Linked DNA regions of Mus musculus: region 2 is linked to region 1. A link is a contact called in public Hi-C data. All regions are on one chromosome and are shown on one strand. The core of a region is the stretch at or near the end of the contact, and the rest is flanking DNA. Distances in the headings are between cores, read along the strand shown. Region 1 holds the start of Mtx2 (metaxin 2). Region 2 overlaps Mtx2 (metaxin 2).

Evidence for each region. Hi-C and Micro-C count contacts between places; a contact is called where the count stands out from the background.
Region 2: a Hi-C map of the G1E-ER4 cell line shows a contact between it and region 1, with 2.3 times the contacts expected there. The contact joins the enhancer-like site here to the promoter of Mtx2 in region 1. A contact is called at or near these places in 5 of 39 promoter capture datasets (the 3T3-L1 cell line, 3T3-L1-derived adipocytes, the HPC-7 cell line and 2 more), 7 of 484 Hi-C or Micro-C datasets (the 3T3-L1 cell line, 3T3-L1-derived adipocytes, the G1E-ER4 cell line and 3 more), 6 of 115 datasets of contacts at active chromatin or transcription factors (the HPC-7 cell line, the SCID.adh cell line, bone marrow-derived macrophages and 1 more) and 1 of 9 other capture datasets (adipose tissue).

The regions. Positions count from the first base shown.
Region 1 is chr2:74,824,175-74,827,163 of GRCm38.p6, forward strand. Mtx2 (metaxin 2) reads left to right here and starts at 1,638. Exons shown (of 10, transcript NM_016804.4): 1 at 1,638-1,869. The coding sequence starts at 1,830.
Region 2 is chr2:74,872,577-74,875,746 of GRCm38.p6, forward strand. The region is part of intron 9 of Mtx2 (metaxin 2); the gene reads left to right. Among named protein-coding and RNA genes, the nearest start is that of Mtx2, 48 kb to the left of the region's middle. Within about 2 kb of position 1,670, at least 2 of the 459 cell types and tissues checked have an H3K27ac peak or open chromatin away from gene starts, as enhancers often do. A contact at or near this core is called in the G1E-ER4 cell line, where this site is marked.

The sequences.
Region 1 (2,989 bases), core at 388-2,887:
CTCATGAACTCTGAACTTCAGGCAGAGAAAAAGATGCTTTCAGAAGTACTTTGTGTCTATTTAAATGAGGAAGCTTAAGTTTGGTTGAATAGACTTCTCATTTGCTGTGGGGGCTACTGATACCTGCTCTGGTTTACTCTTCAAAACTTCTTACCATTTTATGTCCTCTGAGAAGACTTCTATATACTAGCCTCTGGTATTTATGGATGTGACCATATTTGCAAATTGGCTCTGCAGATAAAACCAAGAAGAGGTCATAAAAAAAATGAGTAGGCCTTAATCCATTGGCTGGTGCCTTCAGTGGAAGACAGAAGTTTGGACAAACAGATGCAAGGGAGAATGTTGCCTAATGGTGGGAGCAAAGGTGGAAATGACTTGTCTAAAGCCATGGAATGCCCAGGAACCCTGGAAATCCTAGAAGCTGGGCAGATGGAGGAAGGACATTTATTTCTATGTCCTTGAGAGCAAGCATCGTCTTGCCAACACTTTAACCTCAGACTTCTAGCTTCCAGAACCAGAGAGTAAATGCATCCGTTGTTTTAAACACCCAGTGTGTGATAATCTGTCCCGCACCTCTAAGAAAGCAATATACTACTTAAGTATATGAACAGAAATTTAGACAATAAACTGTAATGGAGGGTCAGAGATCTGTGGACAAGAAACAAAATCGCCAGGCGTGGTGGTGCACACCTTTAATCCCAGCACTCGGGAGGCAGAGGCAGGCCAGGTACAGTAGTTTACTCTAGGGTTGGGTGGGAGGTGGGCAGGGACAGACCAAGTTCCGAGTGTTGTTGGCCAGCCTAATCCTTGTGCTCCAGATTCTCAGTGAGAGACCCTATCTCAAAATAGAGGATGGAGAGCAACTGAAGAGGTACTGAGACACTGACCACTGTACAAGCTGATGCATGTGTGTGTATGGGCTATGCTACCGAGCCTGAAGACTTGAGTTGGATCCCTGGAACCCACATGGTTGGAGAGAACTAAGTACCAAAAGTTGTCTTGGGTCTATACACTGACACACACACACAACAACATCGTCTCACCTCTCCGAGCCATGTTCTCATCAGCGAAAGGGGGCTTTGGCTCACCAAATGATTTCTGAAATCAAGTGTAACTTTATGCTTCTAATTTTCTAATTCTGTAATATTTATGATTTTTGGTCAATTGTAACCTATAGTTAAAAAAAAAAAAGATTAGACTAAGAGGAAAGATTCAAGGGATCTAGCGCCCTTCCTTTTACTCTTGTTCCTTCTACACTCAGAAACAAGTAATTGAAGTGCTTTATTCTCCAAGCTTCATTTTGGGTGCTTGGAGTTGAAAGATTAAATTATGTCTCAGCTCACAAGCTGTGTAAGCCTCCTTCTGGCTAGCGCATTTGAACAAATAACCAACACTAATATCAGTCTATGGACCCCGAATCCTACAGTTAGTGGAATTGAGAGAATTCCTGAGTTTCTGGGCTCCAGTAGAACCAGACCAGGCACTTGAACCTCTTGAAGCTGTTTCTGTCTTGTTGAACTGCTGAAAGGTTGCAATCAAATCCAAAAGACTCTAGCCAGAGAGCCTGCTCTCTTAGGGCTCTCGCAGGTCCGGAGCGCGCGGGGCGGAGCAGCCGGAAGTGCCGGCGCGCGTTGTCAGCGACGCCGGAAGTGCTTGGTCGGCCTGGCGGTAACCTTGCGGGCCGAGCCACCGCTGCCGAGGTGAGCTCTGCTCGTCTTAGCGTTGGCCCAGCGAAGCTCGTCAGCTGCCGGGGGAAGGCCGCCGAGGTCGCGCGGGAGGGCGCCGAGCGCCGCGGAGCTCAGGCGCGCGCGCAGGACCTCGCAGCCGACATGTCTCTGGTGGCGGAAGCGTTCGTCTCCCAGATCGCAGGTAGCCCGTGTGGGCGCCGACGGGGCGGCGTGGGTGGCGGCGGGGATCCGCGTGGGGAGGCGGAGGGCTGGAGTTTCCCTGTAGCCGTGGGTCGAGGGTGCTGAGTCTACAGCCCGGGTGGAGGCGGCAGCGGCCATGGAGGCTTGGCCTCACTTTCTGGATGAGGAAACTGAGGACACATGGCCAAGGTCACCCTGCAGGGACAGAGTCCTGACCTCACTCCCTCCGCGGCGCTTTGTTCCCCGACTCCGCGGTTTAGGTGGCGGAGGCCCGGGGCTGGGGATCGAGGTGGGGGCGTGGCCACGGGTTGGGTCCTCGCCTCCCCCAAGGTTTCCGTGGGAATAGGGCAGCCTCTCTGCTCTTGGGTTCTCAAGTTTAAGGTGACTGTCACTCTTGAGCTGCCCTTCTTTACCTGTTGTTGATGGGTCACCCGAGTTGTTCTCCAAGCCATTTGCAAAGTCTGTGGGATTCTTTGAATTATTCTTAATGGGCATGAAGTTTAAAGAAAGTAAACATCTTTTGACACACACACACACACACACACACACACATTCGTATTGAAGTTTTTATTTTGGCGAAAGTGGCTATGATAGAAAAAAAGAGTCAAGTTAATGGGATGAATGTTAATTCCAGCAGTGTTTTCAACGTTCGAATGAGGAGATAGTCACTAAGATAAACAGTCGTATTTGGGGTAAAGTAGTACATTGGAAATGAAAGTATAATGTGTTATCAACTTTTCGAAACGCTTTCCATTGTATTGAATTTGTGTGAACTTAGATTTCCTTTAAAATAGCATTTTATAGGAGAGAGGATAGAAGAGAGATTGTAAGCTTCATGAAAGCAGGGAATTTTGTTTCCCATTGTATCCTAGGACCTGTCTGTCAGTTCTCTTTAAATACCCATGACTTGAGTAAATAACACAGATTTCAAGTAATGTTTCTCTCTGACTTTATCAGTGAGGTTGAAAAAGTCAGGCCTCTGACTTGAGGTCAGTGGTTTATTTTAGACTGATACTATGTCATAAATCATTTCACAGTATATGTTTGTATTCTGAATGTATATATCCAATGTGTGATTTCTTTTCAACAAGAAAACAAGAAATGGTATTTGATAAACTTTT
Region 2 (3,170 bases), core at 420-2,919, 48 kb after region 1:
TCATCAATGAGTTTTCTTGCACTTGCTATTTTTTGGAGAGAGTAGGAGAATAATTATTAGTTAAAGTCATTGTCAAAGTGTTGGCAACTTGGGTTTTTTGGCATGTGATTTAGAGGAAAGTAAAAGATATTTTGTTAATAGGTTATATTTAGACCTACAAAAGATTGAAATTTAAACAGTTGCAAAAGCAAGACATGTGTTTGATAATTGGTATATAAAAAGTAGGTATTTAAAAATTCTACATTATGTGATACTTAGCCAGATGTTTTTTATTAACCAATAATTAGGACTAGCCAGATGTTTTTTATTAACCAATAATTAGGAGTGAGGACTATATTTAATTTTTATTTGTACCTAATCCTTTTATTTAGGTTTTGGAGATAAGGCTACTACTGTGCAGCTCTAGAACCTGCTTTGTAGCCCAGGCTGACCTCAGACTCATGCTTGTTCTCGCTTAGCCCACCATGCGCATCCCATGCCTGACTGCCCATCATTTGATCAATATTAGATGAAAGGAAACTACATTTAGGAAAAGGGAACTTGTAATTTTATTTTGTTATGGTAAAACTTTTTCTCATTTCTTTATCTGTGGTGGGAGTCATTTCTTTGTGAGACACAGTATCGTAAGTAGGAAGACATTCACTTGAGAAAAATAAATTAGATTCTAAATTGGAGGCCTTGAAATCTATCTACCCTTGGCTCTCACATATACTGAATGGTGACAGATTCTTTTTCTTTGTACCCTACTTTTACTTTCTAATTTTGACTTACCTACTGAAGATGTTGAGAAAAGTCTTGTAAACGAAACCAAATTATTTTTGCTTGTTTTTAAGAGAAGAAAAAGAAGTTGAGATCTTGCAGCAAGAACAGAAATTGAGAAAGAAGACAGCAAGTACTTTGATTTTACAAGCCTTAGTGACAAGTTTGAAGCTCACTGTTTTTGCATGTGTGGTATTATTTCTAGGAATATGAAGAGATGGCAAAATAAATAACATTTGAAAAAACATTAGGAGACACCTAGACAAAATTAATAGTGTTGGAATAGTTTTAGATGATACTATAAAGGATATCAGAGAAAAAAACAAAATAATAATAAATAAAGAAAAAAAGAATGGGCAGGAGAAATATTTTAAATGGAAAGGGTTAGGAAAATGTTCACGTTTTATAGCACTGTTTTCATTTTGATATTCAAATGAAAGACTAAATATCTAACTGAAATGATAATGATGATTCAAGATAAGGTAGCAGTAAGACTTTAAGAATATATCATCCTAGAATATTTTTCTAATAAAAAGTCTGCAAAGATAAAAGCAATAATACATTTGAAATATCTTAAAGATCATAGGAAGAGAATTTGCGCATGGGTGCACACACACTCATCCAAACCCACGCATACCCTTATCACAGTCCACAAAGACCCCTTCAGGCACAAGAATGGAAAGTGGCTTTTCTCCTTCATTTTATAACAAAGAAATTTAAGAGCAGGTACATGATGGTCGTGGCATGATCCAACAATATTATAGATGTGATAAGTAAAGTCAATTTGTGAAAATTTTTTACATTTATGTGTGTGTGTGCAGGGATCATGCGTTGTGCTATGACGTGTGACATTCAGAGTATAGCTTTTGGGAGTTGGTTCTCTCGTTTTACAGTGTGAGGCCCAGGGCTTGGGTTTGGATTATCAGGCGCGGCAGCCGTTGCCTTTGCTTGCTGAGCCATCTCTCTCGCATAAGTGTGGTGCTGTTGCTTTGCACTTGTATTTCATAAGAGCTGCAGGTTTTTCTGAATTTTTGCCTCTTTTGGGGGTGGTTGCATAATTCGCTTTTAATAAAATTGGCATTTTTATGGCTATGAGTTTTATGAGTTTTAGGAAATACATATAGTTACATAGTCACTAAAATAAAGTATACTTTATTTCAGAAAAATTAAATTGTATTTATTTGTGTGTCACAGGGGTGGGTAGGGGGCATGACCGTGTGCCAGGGGGCAGGTGTGGAGGTCAGGGGACAACCTGGAGAAGTTGATTTTTTTACGTGGGTTCCTGGGATAGAACTCAAGTCATCAGGCTGGGCAGACAGCAAGTATCTTAACCCTGTGAACCATCTTGCCAGTCTCACAAGGGTACTTCTTTTTTTAAAAAAGGAATTGTAGGAATTGGTAATTTATAAAAATCAGAATCATTTTATATGAGTCACTGAAATTTGTAGGGCTTGTTGGGCATGAGAGTGAATGCCTTTAATCTCAACACTTGGAAGGCAGAGGCAGGTGAATTTGTGCGTTTGGGGTTAGGCTGGTTTACATAGAAAGTTCCAGGCCAGCCAGGAGACATTTTCTTAAATTTTAAGGATTATAAAAAGTGTGCTTTGATAACGTGTTTGCTTCAGTTTGTATAACCTATTTACTCATAGATTTTAAAAGCAACTGTAAAGTAGCTATCTATCTAACACCATCAGTTCTGTATGTTCATGTCCATTTGGCACCTGTGGAGTTTACAAGTAGGTACTTACAGCATGTGGCATGTTGATCACTTAAGGGTCCTTCTGACCACAGTTGACCTCATGCAAGAAGTGCAGGGCGAGTGACACTGAACTGAGATTGAGAAAAGTAGCTCCCACTTGCAAGAGCTCTGTTTATGAAATGTGTCAGCGATGTAGGAAAGTTAGTGTTTGTATAACTTCTAGTGAAGTGCCTTAACCATACATTTATCCGCTTGTGTCCTTGGTTCATTATAAGGATCTACTTGTTATTGATTCTCTGGTTATGATGAAAAAATTATGGTGCTATTAAGTCCAAGGACATTTGTGATTTTTAAAGAATATGTTACCCTTTTGACTGCCTTCTTAAACATGCCCATGGATTGCACATTTTCACTTTATTTTGTTTTTAGATATGAATTTGTTGTATAGCCCAAGATCACCTTGAATTTACAGTATTACTGAGTTGGGCCTGAGTCTGGCAGTTTCAGGCATGTGCCAGGTTGAACGTCTCACTTTATATAGTACTCCATCATTGCATCAAAGAGGGAAGAGTGTAAAAAGATGTGAATAGCTGTTGTTATAGGAAAAGATTCCACATTCTGCAGGGTACTTACTTTTCTCTCCTCCATGTATTCAGCAAATCCTGGAGACCACAGATACTGTAGTAGGAACTGGGGATATAAAGATACAGGC